Regions from separate parts of the Sus scrofa genome. Here all the other regions are linked to region 3. The links are chromatin contacts, called in public Hi-C and HiChIP or PLAC-seq maps. All regions are on one chromosome and are shown on one strand. The core of a region is the stretch at or near the end of the contact, and the rest is flanking DNA. Distances in the headings are between cores, read along the strand shown. Region 1 overlaps LOC106505633 (a long non-coding RNA gene). Region 2 overlaps LOC106505633 (a long non-coding RNA gene). Region 3 overlaps ADAMTS9 (A disintegrin and metalloproteinase with thrombospondin motifs 9).

Region 1 (2,876 bases), core at 309-2,808, 430 kb after region 3:
TCCTTTTAATGGCTGAATAGTATTCTATTGTATATATGTACCACATTTTCTTAATCCATTCACCTGTCGATTAAAGGCCTAAATGTAAGGCCAGATATTATAAAAATGTCAGTATCTTTTGATTCTCCTTAGTGACAGACACACCTACAAGTGAACTTACATATGTGTATGTTTATATGAAACATAGAGGACACAAGAAAGGGTAGGAGACATGAAAAACAGTGGAGGAAGATAAAAATTTCAAGATTCAAATCATGTTGCTGCTACCCCACTTCAGAGAGTCTCTGAGGAAAGAGCTAGAAGGGCTGTTCACCACTCAGCTTCCTTCCAAGAAATGAAATTATGAGCAAAGGAAGGGCCAAGAAAATGCCAATTTGTGTCACACTAACATCTTTGTTAAGGCTGAACATGGACTTCAGAAATGTAAACTTGGAACTCCAGTGAGCACAGCCAGCCTTGAGGGATTGATATTGGGTTCTTCTGAAGGACTGAGGGAGATCCAAGAGGAGATCCAATGAGATACTCACTAATGAGAAAATGTACTGACACTAGGGTTTCATTTGCAAGAGTAGCGAACTCAGAAAAATGGAATCCCTAAAACTGCATTTGGAACTGTCTGTCATTAGAGACAGACAGAGACAGTGATTGCTAGAGAAAAATGAGACAACAGACAAACCAAAGAGAGAGGCTCTAATTGAGAGGACCTGGGGGAACCAATGAAAAAAGAAAAGCCCAAACTTTCCTGCCTCAGGTGCAAACTGCTACATTTGGAATGGCTGGACAAGGGGGCCCTACTGTACAGCAGAGGAAACTGTGTGTGATTGGGTCACTTTGCTGTATAATAGAAATTGAAGTAACATTGTAAATCAACTACAATTTTAAAAAGTGTAAACTTACTGAAAAAAAAACCTTCAAAGGCTACCTTCCTCCTGGTTGGTGGACTGCAGTTGCTTGGAATAACCACCAACGCCTTATACATATTTCAAACTCTCCTTCCTGGGTTTATAATTTTCACAGAGGCAGCTGCAAATGTAAGTCATGAATGTAAGATGATGCTTCTTTGCGGGGTTGTAAAGACAATCTAAGAACAAGTTATTTCAGAGTCACAGAATTCACAGCTGGAGACCTTTTCCATTGCCTAATGCACTTACCCGTGAAGCTTTCATTGTTTCACTCTTACCCAGTTGTATCATTATTTAACTTACCTCATCAGGGAAATCATTGTTTAAAAAATGAATATAAATGGCAAAAGAGTTTTCTACTTATCTGTTCCAGGATAATAGCCTCCCTCCCCCACTTCCCGCCACAGAAGGGTTAGGCCCCTGTGGGTGATGAATGGTTCCAAAGAGTCTGACAGTCCCAGCGAGAGACATGAGAGTAAAAATAACTAGCTGATTACCAATAGGGAGCAAATTGGCCACTTGAGAATTCAGTGGCTGGAGGGACGATGAATGAGAAAACAAAAATCCTCATCAAGAGACTAGGCTTTCTGATTAGTCCAAGCGCTGGTCACCGTGTTCCATGCCTCTCCCTCCCTGCTGTGTGATGATTTACATCCGTTTGGACATCATTTTGTATTTGGGGTAGTCATTTCCAAAAGGGTGTTTAGAAGACTTTGAAGTACTTAATTATAACCAGGAGGCAGTTAGGGGCCAAGAAGTGAAATGGGAGCTGCTGTCTTGGGCTGTGGAACGTTCATGTATAGAAGAAGCCCATGTCTGGTTGGTTTGATCTGGTTTTTCATTCCATCACCCCATAAGGCAGCCTTCCAAGGTTTTCTGGACTCTGGAAGCAAATTAAAATGAGAGTATTCTTGGCCAAGGGAATCCACATTCAAGGCAGCTTCAAGGATTTCAATATGTGAATGGACTGGGCTTTCTGTTAATAGTCAACTACTAAAAATAGAAGTAATTTGAGAATCTTTTGAAGGGAGACCATTTTTACTAGTCTTCATTTGAACAAATCCATTAAATGAGGGAGGATATATAATGAACCATTGACAGGCTAGCCATCCTCAAAAAGCTTCAATGCTAAGTCATATATATGTGAAGAGATGCAGGATGATTAACCACTAGCCCCCAATTGGGCATAGCAATATGAGCTGTAGGAATTAAGAGAAAGAGGAGGATTTTAAGTTAGCTAAGCAGAAAAGGATGCAGGGAAGAAGGATGATATTACCCAGGACTTGAAAAATGAAAAGAACAATGGTAAATTTCTGGGAAAATATGGCTTGAATCTGTTTTTTTTTTTTTTTTTTTTTTTTTTTTTTTTTTTAATGATTTGTCTTGAGTAAGGGGTTCTGGGAAGATGAGCCTGGATATCATTTCCCATGTATGCATGGTCCTTCAACATCAGGCAGGGAATGGCTTTGGTCTTAGGAACAATGGAAGAACATTAATGATTCTGAGTAGAGTCAGAACTGTGTTAGAGATCTGTTATCTTCATAGGACAAAAACAATGTTCTCTGAAACTTTACCAACTGGAAAGATCAAAAGTTAAGCCCATCAATTGATTCTTCTTTGGTGTAGACACCTGCACTATGGGAAAGAAGAATGCATAACACAGTGCCTGACACATGGAAGGGTTACCCAATACTACTGAATAGATGAATGAAACTGAAGGTACTAGTATTTCTAGAAAGAGCTGAGGAAGACCTGAGGTTACCTCAGCCCTCTCAAGAGGCAGGGATGAATGATTTGAAGAGGATCAGGTTAGAGGTTAAGTGAACTTGGGTATTTGACTTGACCTTCCTGGGTCTTTATCTCCTCACTTAAAAAGACAAAGATAAGTTTGTGAATAGGATCTAACTACACAAAGTTTCTTGTATGTATGTTTGGGGACACAGATGCCTGAATAGCTTGAATCGAGTGCTTGGA
Region 2 (2,953 bases), core at 50-2,549, 370 kb after region 3:
CGATTTCTGTCTGGATCCCCCTTTTCCTAGGATTCCCTAGCAAACTCCCATTTATGCTTTCAATCTCAGCTCTGAATCAACTATAATGGAAAAAATAAAAATCACAAAATAGATAGATAAATAAATTCCACTTAAAAAAAAAGTATCTGCAGACAAGTCCTCTGTTCCCCCAACTTTCTACCTCTCTCACCTCCCTCTCCTTTCTGACTTCATGGGATGGGCTCTGCAAAGAGCTCTGTCAAGTATCTACATGCAGTGCGCCATACGGCAGTGATTCTTCATGAATGGTCAATCCCACCCCACTGAGGATATATGAGGTGCAGTAGGTATGTGGTACATGGGGGAACAGGTCCACTTGCTTATGCATTTATTTTCATGTGCATTTGTAACCATGTAACTAATACATCAGACGCTGGATTTCGCAGAGTGTATGGATGAGAATGAGGCTAAGTGAAAAAGAGAGACAGAAAGTCATTTTAAAGAAAAGTAGTGAGTGAGTGATATCCTCTTGATATGGTTTTAAGGAAAAAAATCTGTGAAAGTGGGGTGTGTTCATTCAGTCAGGGTTTGGAGCACCAGGCTGGCGTGTGGAAAAGGCAGGTGTGCTGTAACATAGGCTTCTTCATGTCCATCTCTATTTCAAGGAGGCAGCTCCAGGTGGGGCAGGGTTAGGACCTAACCCAGCCTCATAACTCCCAGAGTTGGAGCTCAGGCGTGGTTGGCTGAATCAAATCGGGGAGAACTGAATTTAAAAACTCTGTCTCAGGGAATTCCCGTTGTGGCTCAGGGGAAACGAATCTAATTAGTATCCATGAGGATGTGGGCTTGATCCCTGGCTTTGCTCAGTGCGTTAAGGATCCAGCATTGCCATGAGCTGTGGTGGAGGTCGCAGACATGGCTTGGATCTCTCATTCTGTGGCTGTGGCGTAGGCCAGTGGCTACAGCTCCTATTCGACCTCTAGTCTGGGAACCTCCATATACCACAGTTATGGCCCTAAAAAGCAAAAAATAAAAAATAAAAAAAATTAAAATAAATAAATAATAAAAACTCTGTCCAAGCATCAGCTTTGCCCTCCTTAAAGCACTATTGTTTTCTGCTCCCTGGAACAGAGGGAAAACATGAAAAGGGGAAGGAAGATCACAGCTCCTCCTCCCCCCTCCACATCCCTAAGTGGGTCCAAACAGACCATGACAGGAGCCTCTCCCCATCTAATCCCACCAGATGCCTTTGTTTGCTTAGGTCATCTTCCTGGGTGTTCTAGCCAACATGAAAGCATACCAAGGCATGTGCGAAGAGTGCTTATTGCCATTAAAACAATTAACCAAGGACTCTCAGAGTCTTCACCATGAACAGTAGTAGTTTTACCCACGTAGGCATCTGCTAACTCCATTGAGCAAACATTATTACCTAGCTAATGGGAAGTTACTGAAAGAGAGGAAAAGCAAAACTCCAAAATCACCCAGAGGGAAAACTGAGTCAACTAGCACTTGCCAGAGGAGACTGAAGGCTGGGAGTGGAGGGGAGAGGTCCCCCAGGTCTCTTCTCCATGGAGGCTGCTGAAATGGCCCAATTCTGAAGGTCTTTGTGTAAGAGGTGAGGGGGTGTGGTGGACCCAAGGGGGTGTGGCTGGCTGCAGAACAAAGAAAGGAAAAGGGAAAGGCAAAGGTGCTTCCACTTTTCAAGGTGACATAGTTGAACGAATCCAAAACTGAATTGGCTCTAATCACTGGTGATTCATTTTGAGAAAATCACAAAGGGGCTCTTTTCCCCTCCTCCTCCCCCAGTTTCCGCTTTAGGGATTTCCCAGGCTAAGAGGGCAGCACAGTTTGTGTCACTGGGTTTAAGAAACCAAGAAATGATAAAGTGAAACAGATCAACTACCCTCCTAAGGATCTTAACCCTGTGTTTACAAAAATTCTTTTAACAACAATTTATCTATGATCAAATCTGGATTCTTGTAAGTCCCTATACTATGGGACTTCTGATTTTCTTTTTCTCTAGATTTTCCAACTTTGTTTAAATGGTCAGAAATCCACCTAGAAAAAAAATGACAAGTTAAAATTATAATCAGTTACACCTGCTGTTAATTACCAGGTATGAGGTGCAGCTCTCCCTTTATGGAGAGTGGTTAGGTATCTTTAATTGGGAAACTTCACTGGAGCATCAATATAATTTCATTTCTATTTGACTGAAAATAACAGTTACTATTTTGAGGGTCTTGTGTATTCCAGGCACTTAACATACATCCTTTTCTTTATTTCACAAAAAAACCCCAAAGAGATAAGTAATATTTCTTCACTGAACTACTAAGAAAACTAGGACCTATAAAAACTAAGTGATTGGTCTACAACCACCCAGCTAATTAGAGGCAGAGCCAAAATATGAACTTCAGGTTTTATCTGTTCTAAATTATAGGTCTTCCACTTCCCTTTTGCTGTTCTAGAAACTCTATAGAAAAAGGACTTAAGGAAAGGGAAGTGGGAGTTAGTAGTCAAGTAAAATATGAATTATCACAAAGAACCATCACAAATGGCATATCTCTTGTTATGAAATAATTGAACAACCTTACTTCTTCCTTTGTATGTGCTGGTCATCCTCTCTGATCTCCTTGGGCATGTATGTGCCCTAATGTCCCCGGCCTATCCCCCAGTCAGATAACCTCAAACCACACTAACATCGCCCTATTTATTTTGTTAATGGTTGGGAAGATGGAGAATGGACATTTATGGGACATGCACTGTTTATTAAACTATTTAATTCCTGTTTGTGAGTACTAAGGGCACAGTGTTCAGCACTCACTCATTTCCAAGAGGTTCCTAGGTTCTGAAAAGTTTCATCATGACTGTAGATTCTCTCTTGTCATTTCTAATTCTAGGAGTACCTTCTCTCACTGTGAGAATTGAATAGCCAGGGTCAGTAGAGATGGAGGGAAAACAAAAGGGCTAACATCTC
Region 3 (3,132 bases), core at 529-3,028:
CGGGAACTCCCCAATTTTGATAGGGTTTAGCAAATAAAAATATCGGATGCCCAGTCAGATGTGAATTTCAGAAAACACACACTTTTTCAAGAACAATATGTCCTATACAATGTTTCAGACAGGTATATAGTAAAAAGTCTTCCTTATTTATTTGCAATTCAAATTTCACCAGGTACCTGTATTTTGTCTGGCAACCCCACCTTGGAATAATATCCCACTTGCTAGTTTATTCTCCCCTGCCTCTTACTCACATTTCTGGAGACCCTGTGGGCAGAGGTCATGGCTAATGCAGGACTGGGACCAGAGGCCACACCCTGGTAAGTTTCCTTGCCCAGGGGTCAAGCTCTGGCCCCACATTCTTGGAGCCTCCCAAAAGACTGTGAAGGACAATGCTTTCCACCCAGGCTTATACATTAGCATCACCTGGGGAATTTAACTTCTCCCCCTGCATCAGTGCATCTGGGAGGGGCTGGGCACATGCATGCTAAACTCTCCCACGTGATTCCAACACACGCCCAGGCTGAGAAACAGCACATTGACCAGAACTTTGCCAGCTGTCCTGGCAAAGATCCTGCTCTGAAGCCCCAGAAACTGCATTGTCTACAAGCTCTTGGTTGAGGTGGACGCTCTGCAGGGACACACCCTTAAGCAACAAGATGCTGGAGCATGAAAAACAGACTTGCAGAACCTGTGCGTGCTTCTCAAACTCTCCAGAAACCCTCCTGATTGAAGGACCACAGCCCCATTTGTATTTCAGTTCTTCTGAAACAGACATCATTGTCCTAAGTTCTCACAGGTGGATGGCATGTTGGCTAATTAACTGAGTGTGTAGTCTGAGCCACACACTTTGCTGAGGCTGCTGATTGCTTTTGTTTCCTACCTAGGCATCCTTTTAATCACACCAGTGCTTCGCATGTTCACACTGGGAAGAATTCACCAGAAGGGAAGTAAGACTATGCTCCAGTCACCTGTACATGCTGAACTTTGATTTCCGTCCTCAATTTTCTCCCTGACACTTTGTAAAATGGTTTGAGAAAGTGGAAAAGCACACCCTGCTCCTTTAGCATCACTACCTCAGGGGGAGGGAGAGAGGAAGAAAGAGAAAACAAAACCCATCCTCCAACCCATTGGTAACCTTACCGGGGACTTCTTGATGTCAGAGACAGCATAATTCCCTTGAGAGATCCATCTGGCAGATTCAGCTAGAGACAGGCCAGTTCCATAAAGGTTGATGCTGAAACGACCCTGGAATAAACCGCCAATGAGAAAGATTTTTAGTCCACATGACATCCCAAGCAAAGGCCACACTATCATCAAAGGTAAGGTGGAGAAAAATATTAATTAATTACGATAGCTACTAATGACTGAGGATTCATGGGGAGGGGGGACATTTTATGTACATCATCTCATCCACTCTCACCAGAGCTCTTTGAAAGGAGTTTTCTGTACACACGGTAACACTAAGGCCCGGCGCAGGTGGTTCACTTTTTCCAGGAGACAGGGAGAGCCCAACGCACATTTTCCTGACTTCAAAGTCCTCGCTCTCAAGCACCGCTATTCTGCGTCCCTAACACAGCAATCCTGATGTTGCTCACAATTATCAGATTCCTTCAGAAACAAAATGCCACAGTGTAATTTTTCTAACAAGATCTCGCTGCCAAAGCTTCCTGGGCTTCAGCTCCCCGCGGCGCTGAGCACGCCGAGTCCTAAGCACAGCGGGGCGGGGACTTCAAAGGAGAGGCGCTTTCTCGGGACCTGCCAGCAGAGGGCGCGCGCGACCTGCTCTAGGCTGCGGGGCCCGCACCGCCGCTTCCTTCAGGGGCCAGGGGAACCCGGACCTCCCAGCCTGGATCCGGGATTCCTTCCCAAACGTGGCCTCGGGTGTTTCCCTTTTTCTTTCCAAGGAGTCTGTGCAACGGCGAGTCTCTCTTGCTTTCGCCATCTGGCCATCTGTCTCCGTTTCTTTCTCTCTTTCAAAAATGACTCCGCAAAGTCATCTAAAAAAATACTTGAGGTTTCCTACTCCAAGAAAGTTTCAGAGGTAAAAGTGTACTTTCTGGATGAACGTGCTCACAGTGAGTGAATGCTTCCTCTCTGAGCTTTATGATCGAGTTCTTTGTCAAAGTGGTCTTTAATAAGTCAAGGAGAGCAGCGAGGCGGAGACTCATACTCAATCAGACCTAAGTGTAAATTCAGCTTTTTTTTTTTTTTTTTTAACCTTGTAAGAACGTTGGTTTCTCTACCTGTAAAGTGGAAGCACCTCCTTCAGAAAAGTGTAGAGAGGACTAAATTATGGCTGGTACCTTGTAGATATTCAGAAATACTGATACTGGGAGTTCCCTTGTGGTGCAGTGGGTTAAGGATCTGGCATTGTCACTGCCATGGCTCAGGTTGCTGCTGTGTGTTCATATCTGGCCTGGAAACTTCCGCATGCTGTGGATGTGGCAAAAAAAAAAAAAAAAAAATACTGATATAAGCCCTGATAAAGTCACACACACAACTGTTTTGTGTTACTTTTTTCTCCAATACAACAGTAAGCTCCTTGAGAGGAAGGGCTTGATATTTATTTATTTTTATCAGTTATAGTTTTTAACATGTCTAGACACTTGATAGAGTCTTCCTAAATATTATGTCCAAGCTCTTCAATTAAGACTTCCAGGAAAGTTCATTGTGGCTTAGCAGGTTAACGACCCAACACAGTGTCTGTCCATGAGGATGCAGTTTTGATCCCTGGCCTCCCTCCGTGGGTTAAAGATCAAGCATGGCCACAAGCTGCGGCGTAGGTCATAGGTACGGCCCAGATCCAGTTTTGCTGTGGTGTGGTGTAGGCTGGTAGCTGCAGCTCCAATTAGGCTCCTAGCCTGGGTTCTTCCATATGCTGCAGGTGTGGTCCTAAAAAGAAAAAAAAAAAATTCCAGGACTAGGTATAACTTGGAGGTTTCCTCTCCATGTTGGTTCCATAAATACTTGCTAACCAGAGTTTATGAACTCTTTGGGGCCCTTAAGTTCCACACCTGTACACTGGGGACAAGTAGGATTTCTGTTCACAGAGGTGATGGGAGGACTAAATTTGCTCTAAATCAGTGGAGCGCATCAGAGGTCGAATTTGCTCCCAGGGGAGTTGGCAATATC

What was found. A called contact is a pair of places that touch in the nucleus more often than the background predicts. HiChIP or PLAC-seq counts read pairs in DNA pulled down with a chosen protein or histone mark.
Region 1: a contact with region 3 is called in an H3K27ac HiChIP or PLAC-seq map of skeletal muscle, with 8 times the contacts expected there. The contact joins two enhancer-like sites. A contact is called at or near these places in 8 of 47 Hi-C or Micro-C datasets (embryonic fibroblasts, epiblast stem cells, fetal heart ventricle and 5 more) and 1 of 2 datasets of contacts at active chromatin or transcription factors (skeletal muscle).
Region 2: a contact with region 3 is called in a Hi-C map of retroperitoneal adipose tissue, with 2.7 times the contacts expected there. The contact joins two enhancer-like sites. A contact is called at or near these places in 2 of 47 Hi-C or Micro-C datasets (omental adipose tissue and retroperitoneal adipose tissue) and 1 of 2 datasets of contacts at active chromatin or transcription factors (skeletal muscle).

The regions. Positions count from the first base shown.
Region 1 is chr13:46,472,748-46,475,623 of Sscrofa11.1, forward strand. All of the region lies in intron 5 of LOC106505633 (a long non-coding RNA gene), which reads left to right. Among named protein-coding and RNA genes, the nearest start is that of ADAMTS9, 260 kb to the left of the region's middle. Within about 2 kb of position 1,559, at least 9 of the 83 cell types and tissues checked have an H3K27ac peak or open chromatin away from gene starts, as enhancers often do. A contact at or near this core is called in skeletal muscle, where this site is marked.
Region 2 is chr13:46,419,577-46,422,529 of Sscrofa11.1, forward strand. All of the region lies in intron 3 of LOC106505633 (a long non-coding RNA gene), which reads left to right. Among named protein-coding and RNA genes, the nearest start is that of ADAMTS9, 210 kb to the left of the region's middle. Within about 2 kb of position 1,300, at least 6 of the 83 cell types and tissues checked have an H3K27ac peak or open chromatin away from gene starts, as enhancers often do. A contact at or near this core is called in retroperitoneal adipose tissue and skeletal muscle, where this site is marked.
Region 3 is chr13:46,045,908-46,049,039 of Sscrofa11.1, forward strand. It overlaps ADAMTS9 (A disintegrin and metalloproteinase with thrombospondin motifs 9), which reads right to left. Exons shown (of 40, transcript XM_003132298.6): 38 at 1,141-1,245. Among named protein-coding and RNA genes, the nearest start is that of PRICKLE2, 79 kb to the left of the region's middle. Within about 2 kb of position 1,779, at least 16 of the 83 cell types and tissues checked have an H3K27ac peak or open chromatin away from gene starts, as enhancers often do. A contact at or near this core is called in retroperitoneal adipose tissue and skeletal muscle, where this site is marked.